Linked DNA regions of Mus musculus: region 2 is linked to region 1. The links are chromatin contacts, called in public HiChIP or PLAC-seq maps. All regions are on one chromosome and are shown on one strand. The core of a region is the stretch at or near the end of the contact, and the rest is flanking DNA. Distances in the headings are between cores, read along the strand shown.

Region 1 (5,170 bases), core at 49-2,548:
ACAGACCAGGCTGGCCTCGAAATCAGAGATCCACCTTCCTCTCCTTGGGGCTAGGATTCAGGGAGAACGCTAGATTTTTTGTCACTCTGTCCAGTCCCTCCTGCTCACCCCCTTTTTCTATAAGCCACCCCAAATGAGAGTTTTCCAGGTAGCTTTTCCATGGTCACAACTGTTTCCCATAACCCCAACAAACCTCTATGTCAAGCCCTGTCAATCCAGTGTCACTAAAAACATTCCCTTGCAGTTTCAAACCCAGATCCCGAGGAAGGTAACAGGAGCGTTACCTATGGATTTCCCGGTAATTCACCGACCTCGGGTGGGTGCCGGGAAATCGCCCTTACTTTGCCCGCCTATCCACCCGGTTATTTGAGGTCAAGGATAAACACAGCTGAAATCCCTTTGCCCTACATTTGTGCACAGAACAAGAAAGAAACCCGAGTGTAGCTTTAGCGCGAACTGTCTCTGCAACAAACTTCTTTTCTGTAAACCACGAAAATAGACAGAAAATGAGAAAGCAAACCTTGGTCCATCCCTCCAGCCTGCAAAGCTGCGAGGTCCGGACCCATTTAAGATGGTGAGTAACCCCGGGGCACTGCACTGGTGGGTGGCCTTCAGCTCTACTTTCGGTTCACAAAGCCGTTTTCCTGGGTGAGCAGGAGTAACGGACCGGGAGTTTCCGCGGATGCATCACCCGGACCTCATGACTGGTGAAGGCTCCGGGAGGGAATGTTTGGGCTTCGGGGGTCCGACACCCGCGGAAAGGCCACGGAAAAGCTCGGTCTGGCCACAAGAGAGGGTCGGGCTTCCACGGAGACCTGGGCTGTGCGCGGCTCGGATGCCAGATGTGCCCACGGCGGGTATGCCCGGGCATCCGTAGGATGATTCGTTGAGGCCCTGGGAGAGGGTCAGAGCTTCCATGGGGACAGGGACCGGGCCCCGACCTCCCCCAGGCCCACCCGCCACAGGCCCGGCGTACCCACGGTGGACTTGCAGGCCTCGCAGAACGTGTCGTCGGTGAAGCGCTCCATCAGGCTGGTCTTGCCCACGCCGCGGGAGCCGATGATGATGACCTGCAGCTTGAAGTCGGCCGGCCTGGGGGGCTGCTTCCTCCGGCGGGCCTGGCCGCCCGACAGCGCCGGGGAGACCGCGCCCAGGCTGCCGCCCGCGGGCCGCCGGTGCAGCGCGGCGCTGGGATCCATGCACGCATACGGCTCGCGCTCGGGCCGCCGTCCGCGCGCCCCGGGCCCCCGCGCACCCTCCACCCGCTCCGCGCTACCGCCGCCGCCGCCGCCGCCGGGAGTAGAGGAAGGGAAGCAGCTTCTCCGCAGCAGCGGTAGCAGCATCCCGGACCGGGAGGGGCAGGAAGCGCAGGCGCGGCGCCACGCGGGACTGGAGCCCGCCCCCTGTCGGTCGGAGGACCGAGCCGTGCGCTCCGCTCCGTGGGGTGTATGTTATGTGTGGGTCGCTCTCCGTCACCCCTGTTCCCTCGGCCCTCCCCACTCGGCGCACTTTCACTCGTGGTTTATCCTCATCGTGCACCGTTCCCAAGAACCACACACTTCTTTTTAGCAGCCCGTCCCAAACGTGTCTCAAAGTGCATATAGCCTGTGATCATCTTCCAGAATTTAGGGTGTTTGGGTGCTGGGGGTCTCGGTCTGGCCCACGCGGGGTTAGGGTGTGAACGCCACTTTGGAGGAAGCCCACGTACCCTGGCAGGGCCGCACCTCTGCGTGCACTTTTCCTGTGGGGCCCCGAGGAATCAGCTATCTTAAATGGATCTTAAAAGTCTTCCTCAGACTTACAGTTCGTAAAATTCAGTGAGTGACATGCACCTTAGGGGAAGCCAGCAGGTAAAAACTCAGATGACAAGCGACCTAAACTCCGAAGGTTTAGGTACTGACTTGGGTGTGTTATTTTGCCATTTCTACTTGAAAGTATTTACGGCTACAGAAGCTTGCCAGGGATTTATTTAGCAAATTCCTTTGCGTGAACTTGAGCACCTCGGAACACAGGGTTCTAAACATGATAGGAGCTGGCATGCTTGCGAAGAATGATCACATTACTCACCAAATTTCAGCCGTATTTAGAGCTAAGTTTACTAATACATAGCGCATGCGTTTGTTTTGCCATGGATGCACAGTTGAAGAAATCACATTATTTTGCAAAAGTAATCCCAATTGGATTTTTAAAAATGTTATAGCCTATTCTAAATTATCGTTCTTTTTTTCTTGGCGGTACTGGGGATGGAACCTAGAGGCTCACATGGGAATGAATGAAAAGACTCTTTTCATCTATCACTGTTGCAAAAACGTCAATACAAAAGAACAACAAAACAATAAGCCATACACCCTGTTGCAGACTCCAAAGGATGATATAAATGCAAGGTATTCAACTGTTCCTAGTAGGCAGGTGACTCTGCATAACTTGTAAGGTTAAAGACCCTGGCATCCAAAATAGTATCTCTTCCCCCATAGGCAGGTCTATAATGTACCAGAATAGTGGATGTCTTAAATGGGGGAGTTTGGAAAGAAATCCACAGGACTCGGGTTCCATGCTTGTTTGCGTCTTTAAGCCAATTATCAAGGTTACTCCAGGATGCTTCAGCACTTTGGCACATACCAGAAAGCCAGTATTACAGGGACGAATGAATGAATGAATGTGAACAAAGTCATCACAGATAACTATATAAAGAAAGGTGGCTGACTTTGTGCTCGTTCTTAAGCCCCAGACTGTGTAATAAAAGGGGTGCTCTCATATCCTGCCTTACAATTATTCCCCCATCATGCCAAAGGGCCTCCAGTTGATAGTACTTTAGCTCACATGGAAAAAGCCTGATCCAGAAGAGTGAGAACAGAACCCAGGGGCTCCCCTGTAGAAAAGGTAGAAGCTGAAGAAGAAACTCTAGGGAGGTCCGAGAGATCGGGAGACAGCACAACCATGGAAAACAAGGGTTTGTATTTCACAAAGTGGGGAATTATCAAAAGACCCTCTGGTTGTACCATTTGTACTTTGGTGAATACTTTTAAAATATATTTATTTTAATAGACAGATATAGCTATGCATACTAACAGAGAACCATGGCGGTACCATTTTGATGCATACACCATTAATATTTAAATAATATTTAAATCAGATCTAATTAAAATAATTAAACATATATCATGGGACATTTGTTCTATCTTCATGGTAAAAACACTGAAAGTCCTTGACTTTAGCTTTTGAAATGAATAGTATACTGCCACCTATAACCAATGTACTGTGCAATGATATGTCAGGGACTTTCAGCTCTGGCCATACTATTAATATGACTTTGTACTCATTGATCAACCTCTGTTGTCCCCCAGCTCTGCTGTCCCAGCTCTATACTATGCCCTTCTATGAGGTGAAGGTTATTTTGGAATCCACGTATGAGTAAGATTGTATGGCGCTTATCTTTCTGTATCTGGTTTATTTCATTGAACATGATTCCCAGTTCCCAGTGATGCCAAGGATAGAATTTCAGATTTTAATGGCTGAACAGCAGCACAGATGTGCTCTTGACATGTTGAATTCATTTCCTCTGATATTTCCTCTGATATTCAAATGGTGTTATAATTTAGGATTTAAATGTCCCACAAAGGCCCATGTTGATTAAAGGCTTGGTCCCTAGCTTGGTGTAATAGGGAGGTGATGAGGACATTTAAGAGGTGAGAGCTTGGCTGGGCATGGTGATGCCTATCTTTAATCACAACACTTGGAAGGCAGAGGCTGATAAATCTCTGTAAGTTCAAGGCTAGCCTGTGCTACATACATACCCTCTTTCAAGAAAAGAAAAGAAGAGAAACGGATAAGGCAGTTAGGTTGTCAAGGGCATGCCTTCAAACGAGGATGCTGGGATCCACACCCCTTTTGTCATTTTCTCTATCACGGGCACCTCACTACAGGCCCAAAACTTTGAGGCAGATTAGTCAGGGAGGAAAGCCCCCAAACTGTGAACTAAACCAAGCCTTTCCTCCTGTGAGTTGATAGTCTCAGGTATTTTGTTATAGTAACAGAAAGCTGACCTACACAGGGTTTGTTGGACCAGTAGCAGTTCTCTTTTTATTTTGTTTCTTTTTAGATTGGTGAATTGTTATATTCTTTTCTTAAGTTGGATCAGCTTCTGTCTTAGGGTTTCTATTCCTGAACAAAACATTATGACCAAGAAGCAAGCTGGAGAGGAAAGGGTTTATTCAGCTTACAGTTCCACATTGCTATTTAGGAATAGGGAAAGCAAGTCAGGACAGGAACTCACACAGGGCAGGATCCTGGAGGCAGGAGCTGATGCAGAAGCCATGGAGGGATGTTACTTACTGGCTTGCTTCCCATGTCTTGCATAGCTTGCTTTCTTACAGAACCCAGGACTCCCAGCCCAGGGAAGGCACCACCCACAAGGGGCCATCCCACCCTTGATCACTAATTGAGAAAATGCCTTACAGCTGGAGGCATTTCCTCAAGGGAGGCTCCTTTCTCTGTGATAACTCCAGCTTGTGTCAAGTTGATACATAAAACCAGCCAGGACAGCTTCCAACATTTTATGCTTTGTGCTTTCTATGTTTTGAGGTAGCTAAGTGTTTTGCGGGCACCATTCCCTATGAGTCATCTTTATTCTTTTTATCTAGGTGTCTTGTCTTTCTCTCTTCACGGAGGAAGTAGGCTTGCCACCAAGGCCATTCTCTGGCAGCACACCAGGAGTCTCTGAACAGGGTTGGGCCCACCTTGGACACAGCTAGCTGTTTCTTCCATACCTCTACTCATTGAGGATTGGCATCTCACATGCAGAACTAACCAAGAATTTGTTCCTTGGCTGCACTTGTATTTTTGTTGGATAGTTATTTATTTCACATAAGCACTTTGGTCAAATGGCAATTTGACTCCAGTTTTTGATATTGATTGACATCCTTCTCTTCCAATCTCCCATCTAGGCGAGATGACTAGAGGCCTGGAGCTCCCTTGCTGAGGTGCTGGTGAGAAAGTCAAACCATGCAAGCCTGTATTGCAGAGTACTCTCTATCCACTGTGGGAGCAGCTTTCCAGCTTCCCTCCCTTCTTCGGGGATTCTCAAGCCATCTCTCGCTGAACCTTGAAAGGAAAGCTTCAATTATGTAAACAACATGGGTGAATAACAGGCACACCCTCTTGGAGCAAGTAC
Region 2 (4,716 bases), core at 1,284-3,783, 1.1 Mb after region 1:
ACCCTGAGCTTTGCACACACTGAGCAAGTTCCTGTTAACCCCTTGATTACTAAACTACATCACCAAACATTGCCTTCTGGAAACAAGGTCTCACTGTGTAGCTCACAAGTAGCCTTTACACGAACTATTCTCCTGCCTCAGCCTCTGGAGTGCTGAGATCACAAGTACATAACCCCATGCCTGGCGTGGTAGATATTCCTGATTGTCAACTTGACTATACCTGGAATGAACTGCAATCCAGAAGTGGACGGTACACCCATGATCCAGATCTCGAGGCTGGAAGACACAAGTTTCTGACCTTGTGTTCTGATCTTGACATGGAGATCTTGAGGTATAGTCGCCATGAAAAGCTTAGGCCCAGGCAAAGAAGTATGGACTTTTAATCCAAGGAGACTAAAGCAAGGAGATCTCTGAGTTCAAGGTCAGCCTAGGACAAAGCAAGTTCCAGATCTAGGCACACCTTTAATCTGGGTCACACCTTCTGCTGGAGACCGACATAAGGTCATTGGAAAAAGGAAAACTCACTCCTCTTCACTTGATTGTACTTACCTGCCAGCACATCTGTTGGAATCTACTTCTACAGAAGACCAGCTGAAACAACTAGCCTTGTGGGACTGAGCAACTACTAGATTCTTGGACTTCCCATCCACGGTTGCCCATTGTTGGGTTAGTTGGACTACAGATTGTAAGTCATTACAATAAATTTCCTTAATATATAGAGAGACATTCTATAAGTTCTGTGACTCTAGGGAACCCTGACCAATACACCAGGCCTGACCTGGGTTTCAGACTTCTCTTTCTGTCACGTGCATCTTGCTCACACTAAACGTTGTTGAGTGTGAGCATGGTGAAGCGGTACAGAATTACCTCTGGGCTGGACTCCAGCGAACCCCTCTCCAGCAGCTGACAACCACTGTCTAGTATGTGGGAGAGAGACGTGGTCACTCACTGCTCACGGTGTTGAGGACTCATTTGAAACTCTCAGACAACAATGTTCATGACGTGAAAACATCCCTGCTTACTGTGGATCCAGGAAATACTATTCACTGTGGGAATTAATAGGGTGTGACGTCTTTCTACTCCAATGTCACTGGCTACAACAAAAAGAAGACAGTAAAATTGCCCTGCCTTTAGTCTCTTTGAAAAACTCTTCACCGGCATCTGATCCCCGTGAACGTTCAGATCTTATACCTCGAACAACAAACCTTTACTCACTTGTGCAAATATATTCAGAGATGGCAGGCAGTTTGCACATGCTTGCCCATCTTCTGCATATCTGGGTTCAAGCCCAAAGCACGACTGATGTTACTTAATTTTATGCTCACTGAATTAGTGAATGGCTATACGGCTATACAAATATTGTTGTGCTAACCCTCAAAGATGCTGTCTATATGCATGTGTTAGTTTTCTGTTGCTGTATCCAAAATACCTGAGGCTGGACTTTTTTTTTTTTAAGTGTATTTAACTCATATACTCACCAGAGGCTCAATGTTCCAAATCAAACAGTTCTGGCTTTGTAAGCGCTGGCAAAAGTCCCTGTGATTATGTCACCATATTGTAGAGAAGCGGAAAAGGACTGTATAAGAAACAGGTCAACACATGGTGGTCTTCTTGATGACAATATTCTTCCTTGAGAATTAGTACATTCTAAAAACTCAACATTAATTCCTTCCAAGGGTGATGCCCCAGTGACCTCATTAGTTCCCAGGAGGCTCCAGGTCTCAATGATTCTACCACACCTCATCATCATCACACTGGGAACCAAGTTTCCAGGGTGAAAAACTCCCATGGATTAAAAATAAACCGTATTCATGCTATCACACTTTGAAATATACACGTCAACTGACACAGTAACTATATTGACTGTGATCTATTTTACATAGATCACATAGCACCTCAACTTGGGGTGGCATGGAGGCCTCCTGGACATCACTGGAAATCAGTCTAATATCTTTGAGTCTCACATCTATGTCCAGAATAAACAAGTGTATTGTGGAATCTAAAAAGGGTCTGTCATGGGCGGGATGCTATTGGATCCTTGACCCCAAGTCCAAGATATAAAAATATTAAGGGCTGTGATGTGTGCCATGCACCCCACAGGAGCCTTTCTGGCACCTTCTGCTGGATGCTGTGAGTCTTGTCTCTTAGCTGTGACACTCCCAGTCTGTCTCTGCTATGTCCTGGTCCCCCTTTCTTCTTATCTGTGGAGACACCAGTCATTGAGTAACAGCCTGCCCTACTCCTGTGTGACTCCAACATACTTTCATTACAGACGCCAACAGCTGATTTGCAAATGAGCACAGGGTCTGAGGTACTGGATTGAGGCCTTATGTGAGTGGCCAAAGGAAGGGGCAGTGCCCAGCCCAGGGAGGTCTGGAGGAACTTTGCTGGCTCCTTCCAAGACCCTCACAGAGTGTCTCTGCTGCCTTTCCTGGCTCAGCTGGCTAATTCTCAGCACTCGTTTCAGCCTGGTGGGGTTGCTCTCCATGGCGTTGGTGAGCTCTGCTTTCTCTTCCTCAGCCAGCTCACCCACTCTGCTTCGGGAACCTTTTCTAATCTCAAGTTCAAGGTTGTCTCCAGTCCTGTGCATTCCTTCAGCCTCCCTCCCCCACTGAGCTCTCTAAGAATGGCAGCCTGCAAGGCTATTAACTAGTATGGATCCTGACAGTTAGGTTCTGGACTCTTTGGTGACAGTGACCAAGTCATCAGGCCACCTGCCCATGTCCTTAACCAGTTCTCCTAAACCCGGCAAGAAGGGATGCTGCAGCCGGTAGCTGAGCTCCAAGGAGACCAAGCATTCCCCCTGCAGGGTAGAGGAAGGCAGACAACCTCATGTGACAGAGGGTAGATGCTTCCAGAGACTAAGCCGGTCAAGCAGGCACCATCAGGGAAGCTGAGGGAGAAGGTGTGGGGATCGAAGGCTCTGATTGGGGAAGGGCGTCAGGAAGGTTGTGTGGAAGAAGGGAGGGTGTGAGAAGAAAGGAGATAGGAAAGGAAGCCTGCTATGGAGAGGCAGGGGAGCTTCTTTAGTTCCACTTTTCCTGTAGAATCCTCAGAAGGACCCAAGGAAGGAATGGGGCTTGGGGGATGAGCATCATCTAAATGGTAATGTGCAAGCCACACAGAAGCTATACTGTAAGAATTCTCTCTCTGTGTGTGTGTGTGTGTGTGTGTGTGTGCATCTGTCTGTCTGTCTCTGTGTGTATGTGTCTGTGTGTGTGTGTGTCTCTGTGTCTGTACCCCAGTGTCTGTCTCTCTCTTTCTCTTTCTCTCTCTCTCTCTCTCTCTCTCTGTGTGTGTGTGTCTGTCTGTCTGTCTCTGTGTGTATGTGTCTGCGTGTGTGTCTGTCTCTGTGTCTGTCCCTCTGTGTCTGTCCCCCTGTGTCTGTCTCTCTGCTGTTTCTCTCTCCCTCCCTCCCTCCCTCTCTGTGAGAGAGAGAGAGAGAAAGACAGAGAGACAGAGACAGGGAGCTAGAGCAAAAGAGACAGGCACTGAAACAGAGATTTCTGCTAAAGACCAAGGAGATGATGGAATGAGTCTCTGATGCCAACACAGGAAAGCATACTGTCACAGTAAAACACAACCAAATTAGGACACTAGTTCTGATAGAGTGGGTTCTCCAGCTGTGTGGATCAGCAGCGCCATCTAGTGGGGCATCGAGCTAAGAATCACAATCTTGAGCTCAGGGAAGTCCGATACCCTTCACACCAAAAACTAAGATGACTTCTCTAGAGTTCAGTGTAATTTATTTTAGGTTAGTCTAAAACCCTAACTAGAAAACTCTCCATTTTACCTCTAACATTACTGGGAGGGGTTCTGGGGCTCTGGCTGGCCCAGGCACACTCCATCAGGGCACCTGGCAGGGGGTATCCACAATTATTTGTGCATACTCATGGTCCTGTAAGAATCTGCCTCTTACTTTGAGTTCTAGAAGATTATTTGGGAGAGAACCTTGAGCCTGCTTAGAAATGTTTAGATTTACGGTTTTTGTTTTCATTTTAAAGAAATGGTGATCACTATGTCTATGGTCACTGTTATTTATCTTTGACTGTGGGTGCTTTCTGGACAGTCTTCCCCAGCTCTTGGACTACCAGCTTTGGAATGTAGCTGCTGCATACCTATTGGCATTTCTGAGTCTGCACCAGCTCTCCCAAAAGACTACCTTATTTCCCAACTAGCGGGGTCATCTCCACCCACGTGACCTGTAGCCTAAAGTTACAAACATCTAATCTCAAACTCCTCTCCTTTTCCTTTCTTTAGTTTAGCGCAAACATCCACCCAATCTCTGCACCGGCGTTCTTGGAATTGCTTGTCTCTGTCTGGTGTCTTCTCTCAGGGCCACAGCCGCAGCCTTATAGAAGCACAGGACAGGGATTTCGGAGAGTCCAAGGGGACACATTGATCACTCAGGATTCCAGCCAACATTACCTCAGAGTAGATGTCAATAAGTGGATAAATGACTGTCAAGTCAAAAACATGTCCGTTTAAGCAGCTGTTATATTTAATGTTCATTCATATTTGATTGCATTAAAATTGTGTGATTGTTATATATTATTATTATTCCTTCTTGAGACAACAAGCTTTCTCTATGGACAGCCCAGGCTGCCCTCAGGCTTGAGAACCTCTTGTCTCTGACTCCCCAGAGCTGGGATCATGAGTGAATGCCACCACACCCAGTCTACCTATTTTGTCAGAGCACTTGAGAGTGCAGGGTGG

What was found. HiChIP or PLAC-seq counts read pairs in DNA pulled down with a chosen protein or histone mark.
Region 2: a contact with region 1 is called in an H3K4me3 HiChIP or PLAC-seq map of forebrain, with 18 times the contacts expected there. The contact joins the enhancer-like site here to the promoter of Rab12 in region 1. A contact is called at or near these places in 4 of 39 promoter capture datasets (cranial neural crest, frontonasal cranial neural crest, hippocampal neurons and 1 more), 2 of 484 Hi-C or Micro-C datasets (cortical neurons and palatal mesenchyme), 5 of 115 datasets of contacts at active chromatin or transcription factors (SST interneurons, craniofacial prominence, embryonic forebrain and 2 more) and 2 of 9 other capture datasets (adipose tissue and embryonic stem cells).

The regions. Positions count from the first base shown.
Region 1 is chr17:66,518,372-66,523,541 of GRCm38.p6, forward strand. Rab12 (RAB12, member RAS oncogene family) reads right to left here and starts at 1,299. Exons shown (of 6, transcript NM_024448.2): 1 at 977-1,299. The coding sequence starts at 1,199. It overlaps Gm41608 (a long non-coding RNA gene), which reads left to right. Exons shown (of 3, transcript XR_876914.3): 1 at 1-574; 2 at 4,944-5,170.
Region 2 is chr17:67,664,553-67,669,268 of GRCm38.p6, forward strand. No RefSeq gene overlaps it. Among named protein-coding and RNA genes, the nearest start is that of Lama1, 30 kb to the right of the region's middle. Within about 2 kb of position 2,534, at least 13 of the 459 cell types and tissues checked have an H3K27ac peak or open chromatin away from gene starts, as enhancers often do.